Regions from separate parts of the Rattus norvegicus genome. Here all the other regions are linked to region 2. Evidence: chromatin contacts called from public Hi-C data. All regions are on one chromosome and are shown on one strand. The core of a region is the stretch at or near the end of the contact, and the rest is flanking DNA. Distances in the headings are between cores, read along the strand shown.

What was found. A called contact is a pair of places that touch in the nucleus more often than the background predicts.
Region 1: a contact with region 2 is called in a Hi-C map of mammary epithelial cells, with 3 times the contacts expected there. The contact joins the promoter of Epcam here to the enhancer-like site in region 2. A contact is called at or near these places in 2 of 12 Hi-C or Micro-C datasets (the A7r5 cell line and mammary epithelial cells).
Region 3: a contact with region 2 is called in a Hi-C map of the A7r5 cell line, with 2.3 times the contacts expected there. The contact joins two enhancer-like sites. A contact is called at or near these places in 2 of 12 Hi-C or Micro-C datasets (the A7r5 cell line and Schwann cells).

Annotation. Positions count from the first base shown.
Region 1 is chr6:12,647,717-12,651,789 of GRCr8, forward strand. Epcam (epithelial cell adhesion molecule) reads right to left here and starts at 1,962. Exons shown (of 9, transcript NM_138541.2): 1 at 1,820-1,962. The coding sequence starts at 1,895.
Region 2 is chr6:12,980,870-12,984,541 of GRCr8, forward strand. The region is part of intron 5 of Ttc7a (tetratricopeptide repeat domain 7A); the gene reads right to left. Among named protein-coding and RNA genes, the nearest start is that of Ttc7a, 33 kb to the right of the region's middle. Within about 2 kb of position 1,927, at least 45 of the 93 cell types and tissues checked have an H3K27ac peak or open chromatin away from gene starts, as enhancers often do. A contact at or near this core is called in the A7r5 cell line, where this site is marked.
Region 3 is chr6:13,327,701-13,331,614 of GRCr8, forward strand. No RefSeq gene overlaps it. Among named protein-coding and RNA genes, the nearest start is that of Cript, 13 kb to the right of the region's middle. Within about 2 kb of position 2,166, at least 6 of the 93 cell types and tissues checked have an H3K27ac peak or open chromatin away from gene starts, as enhancers often do. A contact at or near this core is called in the A7r5 cell line, where this site is marked.

The DNA.
Region 1 (4,073 bases), core at 712-3,211, 330 kb before region 2:
AACGTTTATCCATTGACGCTGTGCACTTATTTATCTATACATTTTGTGTATGCACATACACACAGTTCAAATGTCAGTCAGAGGCCAACTTGAGAGTGCGTTCTCCCCTTCTGCCTCTGGGCCTTGGGAATTTAACTCAGGGGTAACTTTAGCCAAGGAGCCAGCAATGGCCCTGTCGGGTTTTTTTTTGTTTGTTTGTTTGTTTTTGTTTGTTTGTTTGTTTTTTAAAAAACAAAAAAAAAAGGTGAAGAAAAGCTTTTCCCTTTCTTTCTTCTGAGTCCCTTCCTTCCCTCTGTCCGTTCTTCCTTCCTTCCCTTTCTGGATTTTAAAGCCCAGGCTCACTGCCTCGGCTTCCCAAGTGCTGGTGCTGGGTTTACAGACTGAAGCTCACACCTCCCTGCTCCCCTCACTTCCCAAGGTCTCCCTCTTTATCTACAATTACACACTTGTCTACAAGTAATTTTATCTCCCCACCCCCCAAAAAAAGTCAACAACTCCAATTCTGCAAGGGGTCCTTCCCCTCGGATCCCTTCCTCACCCAGCTTTCGTAAGGAGTGCCCGACTGGGGCCCGGTAGGCATCTACTAGAGCTTTTCCTCATTAAACAGGGCTCCTTTAGCCCAGGCTGGCCTCAATTGCCACACCAAATCACGATGACCTTGAGTTGCTAATCCTCCAGTTCCACTTCCCAAGGTCTGGGGTTATAGGTACCTTGTTTATCAGGCACTAGGGGACCACACCCAGGGTTGCTAAGCAAGCACTCTACATCCCAGCCCTCAATTTAGCCCAAGAAATCAGAAATATATAACTTGATTAAACTGTATTACTGAAAGTCTAATTAATGAATATGGGCCATGTCTCCTAGTAGACAATAAAATCCTCCCCAGAAAACAAAACTAAATTACATTTAACTTAAAAATTATGGAAGAAACAAAAGGAAAAGAAATTCTCTCCAGGCTGCTTTGTTCAACTCTCCACTTCCAGACACCATCTTAGAAATAAATCAAAAGCCGGAGCAAACTCTACAGTAAGAACAACTAAGACCGAACTCCACGTACTCTCTACAGAGCGTCCAATCACTGTTTAAGACTCGTTCTTAAAGACTATAGGAACCGAGGACAACCCGGTGACTCTAGGGATAAAGGCCCACGAGTTTAATCCCCAGAACTGACTCCCACAAGTTGTCCGACTCCGTGCAAACAGTTTTAAAAATAAAAGTCTAGAGGAAGTAGAAAACTTCCCTTGTGAAATGGAAAAATGGCTATATAAATCTACCTGTATTCCAAAACACAAATATGCACACTTTTTTAATCAGGGAATTCTTAAGAGTGGTAAGATTATGCGATTTTTAGAAAGGCCCTTACAGTTTATCTTTGAATCTGTCCTCCCTACAATAAACACTGCATTAGTCATGATTCTCAGGAAAGGGAAAACACACCTCCGGCCCGTAAGCCCCAGGAGGCCCGCCTCCGTCGCGCAGGTGCATAGCGGCCTCCCGGGAGCTACCTGTCCCCTCCCGGGGCCCACATCCGGGGACCAGGGCAGGTACGGAGGGAGGGGGGACTGACCGACAAGTCGCAGCGACCAAGGCCCAAGCTTTGGGACTTGGAACGCCAAGTCGGAGCCGCCCAACCCCGGGCGGTGGCCGCTCAGCCACCCCGGTCCCACGCTCCCACCTGGCACAGCACACCGCCGCCTCATCCCAGCGCGCGTCCCACCCACACCGTCGGGTCTCGGGGCCAGAGAGCACAGCCCGGCCGTCCGATCCCCATCACCAGCCCGACACGACCCCACACCTCCGCCCCAGGTCCACGCCTCACCTTTCTGAGCTGCGGCCAGCGTCGCCGTGACCACCGCGAGCAGGAGCCCGAACGCGAGGGCCTTGGGGGGCGCCATACTGCGCGCGGAGCGGCGGGGACTCGCGGGTCTGAGGCGCGGGACGGCTCCAGGGACAGTCGCGCTGCACGGCGGCCGACCGACTGAGCGCTCTGCGCGCGGCGAGGCGGGACCCGACCTGCGGACCTGCCGACCTGCGGCCACGCCCCTCGGCCCTCCCCGCCCTCACCTCGGCCCGCCCGCTCGCCCGCTCGCCCCCGGTGAGTCATCCGCCCCACCCCCTCTCCAGGTGCGCGCCGCCCGGGCTAAGGCAGAGACTCCAGTACCCTGGAAGGACCAGCTGTGGCCGACAGCGGGACGAGACTGGACGTGAAAGCCGAAAGGGATTCCAAGGCAAACCGAGAACTTCCTGGAGGGAAGACAATAGGGAATACTTGTCTTAGCGCAGCGTCTGGCAGTTTACTTTGCAACACCTTTTCAAGCTTTTAAAATGATTATTTATGTGTACGAGCTTTTGCCTGCCTGAATGTGCACCACGTGCATGCCCGGTCCCCGCATTAGTCAGAAGAGGGCTTCGGATCCAGAGGAGCAGGAGTTATGGATGGCTAAGAGCCACCATGTGAGTGCTCGGAATGGAACCCTGGTCATCTACTAGAACAGTGATTCTCAACCTTCCTTGTGCTGCGACCCTTGTGGTGACACACACACCATACAATTATTTTCGTTGCTACTTCATAACTGTAGTTTGCTTTTGTTATGAATCATAATGTAAACGCCTGTTTCCCGATGTTCATAGGTGATTAACACAGGTTCAGAAACACGACCAGAGGACCAAATTCTCTTTTTTTTTTTTTTTTTTTTTTTTTTGTTCTTTTTTTCGGAGCTGGGGACCGAACCCAGGGCCTTGCGCTTCCTAGGTAAGCGCTCTACCACTGAGCTAAATCCCCAGCCCCCAAATTCTCTTAACCGCTGAGCCATCTCCAGCCCGGAATACTACTTTTTTTTTTTTTTAATTAAAGTGCTTGTTTTGATTATTATATATTTTAATTATTTTATTTTTTGAGATTATATAGAATTACACCAATTCCCCACTTTCTTCCCTCAAACTCTACCTGCTCCCTTTCAGATTCATAAAATGTTAATTCTATTAAAGAATAGTGTTGGGGTTGGGGATTTAGCTCAGTGGTAGAGCGCTTGCCTAGGAAGCGCAAGGCCCTGGGTTCGGTCCCCAGCTCCGAAAAAAAAAGAACCAAAAAAAAAAAAAAAAAAAAAGAATAGTGTTGATAAAACCAATTTCTTCGAAAATTTAGGGAAGTCTTAGAAACAAAGATTTAAGGCAGGAAAAAGCCGGGCGTTGGGGCACACACGTTTAATCCTAGCACTACGGAAGCAGAGGCAGGAGGATCTCGGTGAGTTCGAGTACAGCCAGGCCAACACAAGAGAACCCCTGCATCGAAAAACAAACAAAAAAAGCCAGGAAAGACCCCAAGTAAAACACGAAACAGCGGAATGTCTCTGACAGCACTGACAGCAGAGGGGGAAAATGCTGCTTTCCTTCCAGAGTGGGGGTGGGGTGGGGTGGGTAGGGTGGGGTTTATGGGTCTTTGGAGGGGCGGGGGTGCGAGGCGGACAAACTGTTCAGCCCCCAGTTTGGGTTGGTCAGTTTAAACAAAGACGGCGCCGCCGATAGGCCGTACGGTTGAGGTAAACAGTCCTGATCCAGTCTTGAACTTGTCAGACCGGTCCTCCAGCAGCTGGGCCCTGGCGGGAGAAGAAGCCAGCCAGGCCTTCTCTTTAAGCCGCTAGGCTTTTGTCTCTCTCTGGTCAGGAGGGTGAGAGAGAAGCTGGAAGTTTGCCGTTTTCATCAGCTATTTTTGTGGCCCTCTCCCTAAATGTCTGCCTGTTAGGGATCTTCTAACCCCTAGCTCCTCACTGAGAACCTGATGACTTAAATTCAGTCCCTGGGACCCACAGAGTGGAAGGAGAGAGCCAAACCCCACTAGTTAATCCTCTGACCTCCATCCTCATGAAATAGCTTGATGCTCCCCACTAAAATGGGGGTGGGGGTTTACAGAAAGCATTAGACTAGATATCGCTGCATACAGCACAGATAGAATTTTGGATACATGATTCTTCATAGCATTTCAAGAGAGTAGCCTCCAACTCCCCTCCTGCTCCAATCTCACCACTGAGAAACAGCCCTCTGGGGATATAGATCAACTAGAAGGGTGTTTGCCG
Region 2 (3,672 bases), core at 677-3,176:
TCCCAGCCAGCAGTGCAGCTCTCCCACCCCAAGCAGTGCACCTCCCCCATCCCCTGACCCCTGACCCCCTACCCCCCCCCCCAGCCAGCAGTGCAGCTCCCCCACCACCATTCCTGGCAGCCAGCAGTGCAGAGTTTTCCAAAGCCCTTGACAGTTTTCAGTCTACAGAACTTCTCACAAGGCTCCATGAGCCCAGCGTAAGCAGAACTCACGATGTGCTCAATGCCCTTAAGAAATTTGAGCTCACGCCTCTAATCCCAGCACTCGGGAGGCAGAGCCAAGCAGATCCCTGCGCTCAGCCTGGCCTACACAGCGAACTCCAGGACAGCCAGGGCTACAGAGAACCTGTCTCTTATTTATCATAAAAAAGAAGTTACCGTCGTGGGACAGGCTGCTGCGGCTCAGTGGTAGAGCACTTGCAAGCATGTAGGCTGACCTGCAATGCCCCCCAACACCAGCAAATGTAACTAAATAAAATACCCCCACCCAACCCCTTCTAATAGAGAACTGAAACCTGGAAGATGCCTGTCTTTCTGGGTGTCGCCTACCCAAGGCCAAGAGGCTGACACCAGCACTCTCGACTCTGAGACCCTGGAGACACACCTGTCTCCTCACTGTGCGCTCACCCCAGTTCACCATGCCATGACCAAGTGCTTTCTTTCTGCACGTACCCGGCCAGCTGCACTGTGGGTAACTGCAGTCATTGTGGAGCAAAGGGAGAGGCTGTATGAGTGACTCGCACCCACCCTTGGCTGTGTAGAAGGCATCTGCTTCCTGCTGCTTGCCTCATTTCCTGGGAACTCATCGGAAGCAAAAGCGCTTTGCACACAGTAGGTGCTCAACGATGAGAACATGATTGGAAATAAAATGATATATTAGTAAGAACTGATCACTGAGAGGTTGTACAAACAACCCTCATCAGAAGTTCCCATTTGAGGGCTGGCACAGTCCACAAGAGACTTCGGGTCAAGTACCCAGGATAGTGTGGCAATGTGGCAGGTCCCAGCTACCAGAGGACAAGGTCAGGGGAAGTTCAACGGTTATCCCGCTGCTCGTTTTCAACACAGACCCAAATCGTCTGCCTCAAAACCCACAAACTTCCACCTTGAGTCAAGCTGAGCATGGAAGACAGAGGTCGTCAGACACAGAGTTCACGCAAACATCGGACTTTCTTTTCCAACAGGTCGGGGAAAGTTCAGGAAGTGGGCACAAACAAATACAGGCTGTGCCCTGAGGGAGGTCTTCCTGTCCCCCCAGAGCAGACACAGAAAGCTGAGAGACAGCACAAGCTTTGCTGGTGAGTCTTCCAGGTCTCTGAACCCAGTGAGAGCAACCCTGTCCCCTCCCCCAGGCCTGCAGACACATGCACTGAAAACAAGACAGGACTGCCAATCATCTAAAGTCACACTTCACACTGGAGTGAGCTCCTGACAGACAAGTCAGGGCAACTTGGGGTTAGGGGTTTGATTGATTGACTGATTGATTGATCTATTGATTACCGAACTAACGGAGCCCCTAGCCAGGGTGGCAGTGAAGTGACTCCCTTGGAAAGCCCTCTGTTCTCTCATTTGGGCGCAATGTAAAGAACTTGTCTTAGGAATGAAAGCAGCGCATTACAAAGCACACAGACCACCTGGCTCAACCTCACTCCAACCTGAGCAGAAAATGGGTTCTGCCAGCTCTAGGCAGAAGGAAGGGGAACAAGAACCCAGAGAGAAATGTCCCCTTGCCCGCGATGGGTGTCGCAGCAGAGTTGCTCTGGTTCCTGTTTTTGGCAGGTGCCTGAGGGCCCTCGGTCCTGTGTGGTTAGAGATAGGACTGCCAGCTTTCTCAGCTCACGTGGTGTTGCCTTGTCCCCTCCCAGTCCCCTGTTGCCACACCTCAGGAGCTGCTCAGTGCTGGCCCACGCTCCTTCCCGAGGCTTCTCCGCAGGCAGGACTCTAGGTCAGTAATGCGCCCCCTCCCGGAGGCTCAGGAACCAAAGAACTGCCTGGGGCGGGACTCCAAGTGGAATCCAGCCCTGCCCTCTAGTGGCGCAGACGGGAAGTGACGGCCCCAGGCTTTCTGGCCCCAATCCTGTTCACAGGATGCTTTTTATGCTCGGGCGTTCTAATTGGGCTCCGTTAGTTAGTTAGCAACACTATTACCAGAGCACAAAAGACAGGATCATCTGGAGGGAATCAGCTGCTAAGTCAACAGGGCAAGGCCCTTGGAAAAAGTGAGAGTTGTTCAGACGTATGAGTAACTGGGCACCAGACTTGGCCGGCACGAAAGGGGCGTAGGCTTTTGAAGATCAGAGTGTGAGGGAAGCTGTGAGGATCGAGCGAATGCCGCCTCCTGTGCACAGTGGACAAGACCCGACTGAGCAGGGGACAGCAAAGGCAGAGTTGGGGGGGGGGGTAGGTGAGTGCTCTGTGAGGTTTGTCTCCACCCCATTCTCAGCAGAGGCTCCAACCCCAGGACCAGGCCAAGACTCCTAAAGGAACCCTTGGACCCAGAGCAGCACCACCTCTGGGCTCCAACCCCACACCCTTCAGTCACCTCTGGAGTCCGCCGCACCCCAGGCAGCAGCCCATTCCCTGCCTCTTTGGCCCTGCCTAACCTGTTCACAGGTCCAATCATAGAGCAGGAATGCACAGAGGGTGCTGGGCTCTTAGGGAATGAACTGCTGGGCGGTCTCTGGCCACTGGTGGGAAGCCGCCTGAACAATGAAAAGCCTTTCCTTTCCCAAAGACCCCCAGAACTCAGTCGTGCAGGGCCATAACCAATGCAGCTACCTCTCTACCCTAGAACGTCTTCACCTCAGGCTAAGACAACGGCTCTCAACTCGAGGCTGCCTGCTTCCCACCTCAGCTTCACCAATGCCTGTGGATGTGACTCTGGCTGCCGTTCTTGGTGGGGTGCTTCTGGCATGTAAAGGCCAGAGATATTGATAAAACTTACCATGGCTGAGACAGTGCCCAAAACAAAAACAGCTTTAAAAGAAATTGGGGCTAAGGAGACTAACACATTTGTTTAAGAACAATATTAGAGTCTGATTCCCCAAGGAGCATACAACTTTGGCCAAAGGACAATAATATGTGACACTCGGATCACTGATGCTGACCTCCTGTGGGCAGGGTATGCTGGGCTGGGATTGCATTAACGATCAAAACTTTAGGTGGAGGGCTTGAATGGACTCAGGTACAAGCCAGCTTCCAAGGCTCCACCTCCCAATGGCTCGTGACTTCAGACAAATTCCTTTCCTCCTCTTTTCTTAGTAAATGAAGAGTGTACCCGTTCCTCCTTCACAGAGTACACAGAGGGCAACACCCTCTGCCTGTCGTGCAGAGTTCACAGTAGCTACTAGTATGAGAAAGGGTTCTAAGAAATAATTTGTAACCCAGGTGCGCCCAGAGCACCATGGCTTCTGCTTGGAAGAAGTCTGTAAATTCAGAGGCCATGGCTGGTGGGCATGGGGCCATAGGAAACAACAGAGGCTGAGTAACTGCCATGTGTCTTGGGGACTTCTACTCACGCCGGGGCTGTTTACTTGACAAGAAATGATGATTAATTTCCATTCCTCTTTATGAGCCTTGGCTAGGGTGGGGCCAGTCTCTTGGCTTCTGGGAATGAACTGTGTGCTTCAAGGCAAAAGGGATGGAGGGAGGGGAGCCAGCCCTGTTACACGGA
Region 3 (3,914 bases), core at 916-3,415, 350 kb after region 2:
ACGGAGAGGAAAATTTGTGTGTGTGTGTCTCCTCATGTTCATAGACACACACACACACACACACACACACACACACACACACACACACACACACACGAGCACATTATTTCTTTCCTGAGGTTCTCCTACTTTCCGGGGGTGACTCTACTAAGGTCACAAGGAACGTGTCCTCTCAGTTCCCAAGTCCTACCAACACAGTTGACTGCTTATCTTCCCAGGTGAGGTGGGTAACAGGGCAGAACTCCCTACCACAAATCTAATCCTCTCTTCCCAGAGTACTGTCCCAATTCTACGCTCCTCTTTTCTTCCAAATACTGTGTCTATGTAGCTACTTCGTTTTTTCCCATCCCCAGCAAGCTTCTAAAACCACAGCAAGGAAGACTTTTGTTTGTTTGTTTCTCTGTTTCTTGCTGTTATGTCTTCTCTGGGCTCAGAGAACAAACTAGGCTACCCGGGGAGAACAACAGCCAGGGAGGAACATGATGAAAGGGACGTCTGTCACCGTGCCACATATACAGATCAGCAGAGGTTTCTGGATCCAGGGGTGGCGGCACCTCAGCCAAGCAGCCTCAGATGAAATTAGATACTAATCAAAAAGTGAACATATTTGATAATAACTAAAATAGGACCCCTTCCCCCAGCATCAGATACATTGTCTTCAAAATCTTGCCTTTTTTTTTTTTTTTTTTAATAAAGGGGAGTAGGCGTTCAGAACTCAGTGCCTGGGCTTTTGGCCACAGCAGTAAAATATGAATATTTTCTCAGGACTGGTGAATGATAGAAGCTGTTGGTGGCAGATCCTCAGCCGAAGTCTTGGCAGGAAATTGGGGGAAGAAACAGCAGTTACTCTGCAGTGGCTGCCCCTTGAGACTTTCTATTTAAGGTCTCGTGGACTTGCGCCTCCCTCCGTCTTGTGCCTCCCTCCCTCCCTCTCTGGAAACTCCCCTAACCCTCAGACTCTTGGAAACTCGGCTGCCTCTGATTTAAGTCATTTCTACCCTAACAAGAAACAAACTATCTTAAGCCATTAATTCATTTGAAACTTCATTAAAAGCCACTGACTTTCTGTTGGAGCTATGAAGTGGGAATGGCTAGGTCTGTCTTCATCCTGGTGACTTTAGGGGCCTGTTGAACGACAAATGTGCTATATTTGGGTGTCTGAGTCTTAGTTCAGTTGCAGGGGTGGAAGACCTTTCATAAATTAAAATGGAGTAATCTTAATATGGGGGGCGGATGCGGGCTGTAGGGCACGGAGAGACAGGATACATGGCAAGATCTTCGGGTGTCAAAGAAAGCTTTCTGTGTGGGCAAAGAAGGTTGAACAGGTGGAAACTTGAGAGAGAGTTGAGAGGCTCAGGGCCAGCTGCGGGTAGACTGCTTCTTTAGTAGGAGAGGAACCGAGAGATGCTCTGACTCACCCCAAGCTGTGGTGGGATTGATGTTTCAGAGTTGGTGGCCATGAACAAAAGAGGGAGCTGCTTCATGCCTAGGCAAGAAGACTCCAGCACACCCCACCCCGATTATCACCATGTGCTGAGGGAATCAAGAGCCATGGAGGGTTCTTCTAAATGCAAAACGCACAGGTTCTCCTCTCCCTTGTTCCTCGGGGGTGGGGAGGAAGCAGTGCCTTCCTTACAGGGTCTGTATCTCAGGCAAGGAGTCGGTAAGCATGTATGAGGCACTGGAGCGCTGGAGCAGACCTTTTCTGAGCAGTGTAATTGTATCTATCATTAAACCTTTGGGTAAAGTTGTCCAAGTGGGCTGCCTTAGCTGAACACTTGTCTGAGTGTGGGGCAAACTCCTTAAAACACAGGTTGGTTGCAAATAATCTGCAGAGAAACCGAGTTAGAATTCATTTTATAAAATAGGAACTGCCTGAGTTGTCGGCGGGCGTCTCTCTGGCCCCCTGGATGGGAGAAAGAGCTGTTTTCTGCAGCTGTGAAAAGGAAGGAGACCTGCCTGCCTGGGGAACCCCACCGTCACCCCAAGGCCAGCTTCACATCATGGAAGCGAATCAGAGGGCTGAATTTGGAGAAAGCCCATAAAGTCTAGATCACACAGGAAATAATTACATTCTGAGTGAACGGAGCAAGAAAGTATAATCCTTGAGTAAATAACCAGAGTGAGTGCATTTGCGCTCGCTGCTGACGGTCATGTGGATCAAGTTACTGGTGGTTTAGTTCATCAGTGTATGATAAGTGCTTTAACTCATGCCAGTAAGATAATCTTCAGAGAGGTCTGAGAGGCTTCTGGTCCTAACAGTAATTCATAAGGAATTAAAAAATATCAGGGATAGTCTGGGAGAATGTTAAGCCAATGCTGGGCAATCATTAACCCTTTCTGTCAACTCAGCTTCTCAAATGTATTGATCATTTCTAACTAGGATAAAGCTTGCAACAACAAACTTATTTTAAGGAACAAGTAGTAAATGTTTTAGGCTTTGTGATCCTGTCCTCTTACAAGAAAGCAGCCAGTAAACGTCTGTGACTTTGTTCCAGTACAATGTCTGTCAGAATAGTTAACATGCCAGTGGTTTGTGATACCCTCATGCCTGATTCTGAACGAGTACATCAATGCAGAAAGATTATAAATTCTTTGGGAAAATTAGGATCTCTTTGAAGGTTCGCAGCAGACTTTTGTGAAAGTGTATTAGTCACTGGCCAATAGACAGTGTCCTGTAATATTTATAAATATTGGATGAAGAAGCCTGGATGCTTTTGTTAGAAGCCAGATGCCTGATGGAAAGGCAGACTTGGTGCTGGGATCAGGGTGAGCTGTTCATTTGAAATGTAAAACACTTAGGGAAAAGGAATAACTATAGCAAGCACATTCTCTCACACATGCAACTGTAGAACTTCACCAGGTTAACCTCTCACATCCCCATGAACCCCCTACCTCTGTCTGTCCCTGTCTTTCTGTTCATTCTCTGATTTTGCCTCTGTCCTCACCACTTCTGTTAAGAGGACTGAATTTGTAGGTCAAAAATCTAATTAGAGAACTTGCCTAACATTTGTGAAGGCCTTGGTTCAATCCCAGGTACCACAAACTAAATAGATAGATAGATGATAGATAGATAGACAGACAGACAGACAGACAGACAGACAGACAGACAGGTATATGAGTGCCTGTGAACATTAGGAAGGTGATAAAACTGTAAGAATATATGGAGTTGAAGTTTCTCGGAAATGTCAACAAATAAAACATCTAATTTTGATCCTTAACTTTCCCCTCTAAAACTACATTACCAATATTTTGGGGGAAATGGTGTGATCCCCAAAGATAGTGAAGGGAGGTATCAAAGGATGCAACTTTGAGTGGGTGGAGGAACAAGTGGTAATAGACCTGTCACTTCTGGAAAAACTTCAATGACATTAAGTACATATGGGGACAAGTTTGGCATACACTTTAATGCTAACTGGCTCACAACCTTATGACACCTCTGGAAGTGCACTGGAAAGCTGACTTAAAGCACACTGGCTGAATGACGGACAAACCAGTCACGTGACTTCCTGGCCCTGAAGCACAACCTCTATGCATACTACTGGTGGAGGAGTATTGCTCTCCCACACTATGGCCAAAACCTCGAGGTGCCAGCTCCAGAGATGGGGACACAGATTTTCACCACACACAGCTCGAGGTGGGCACTGGACCCAGGGCAGGAGGAGCCAGTGCCTGAACACTGACCACTGAGGCTCTTTGCCTCCATACTAACCTCCAGAGAAGTGAGAAGTGCTTGTTACAGTCAACGGTATCATCCAGTGATACTGTTGGAGAGGCTGGCCTGCTAATCACGGTAAGCTGAGGTGCAGAACAGTCTGACAGTCTCCGCTGTTGGGTCTGCGTGGGCACAGATGGCCAGAAAGGTCGGGAGAAACTGGGGTCCTTAGAAACTGGGGGTGAGGGGGTGTGGGGAA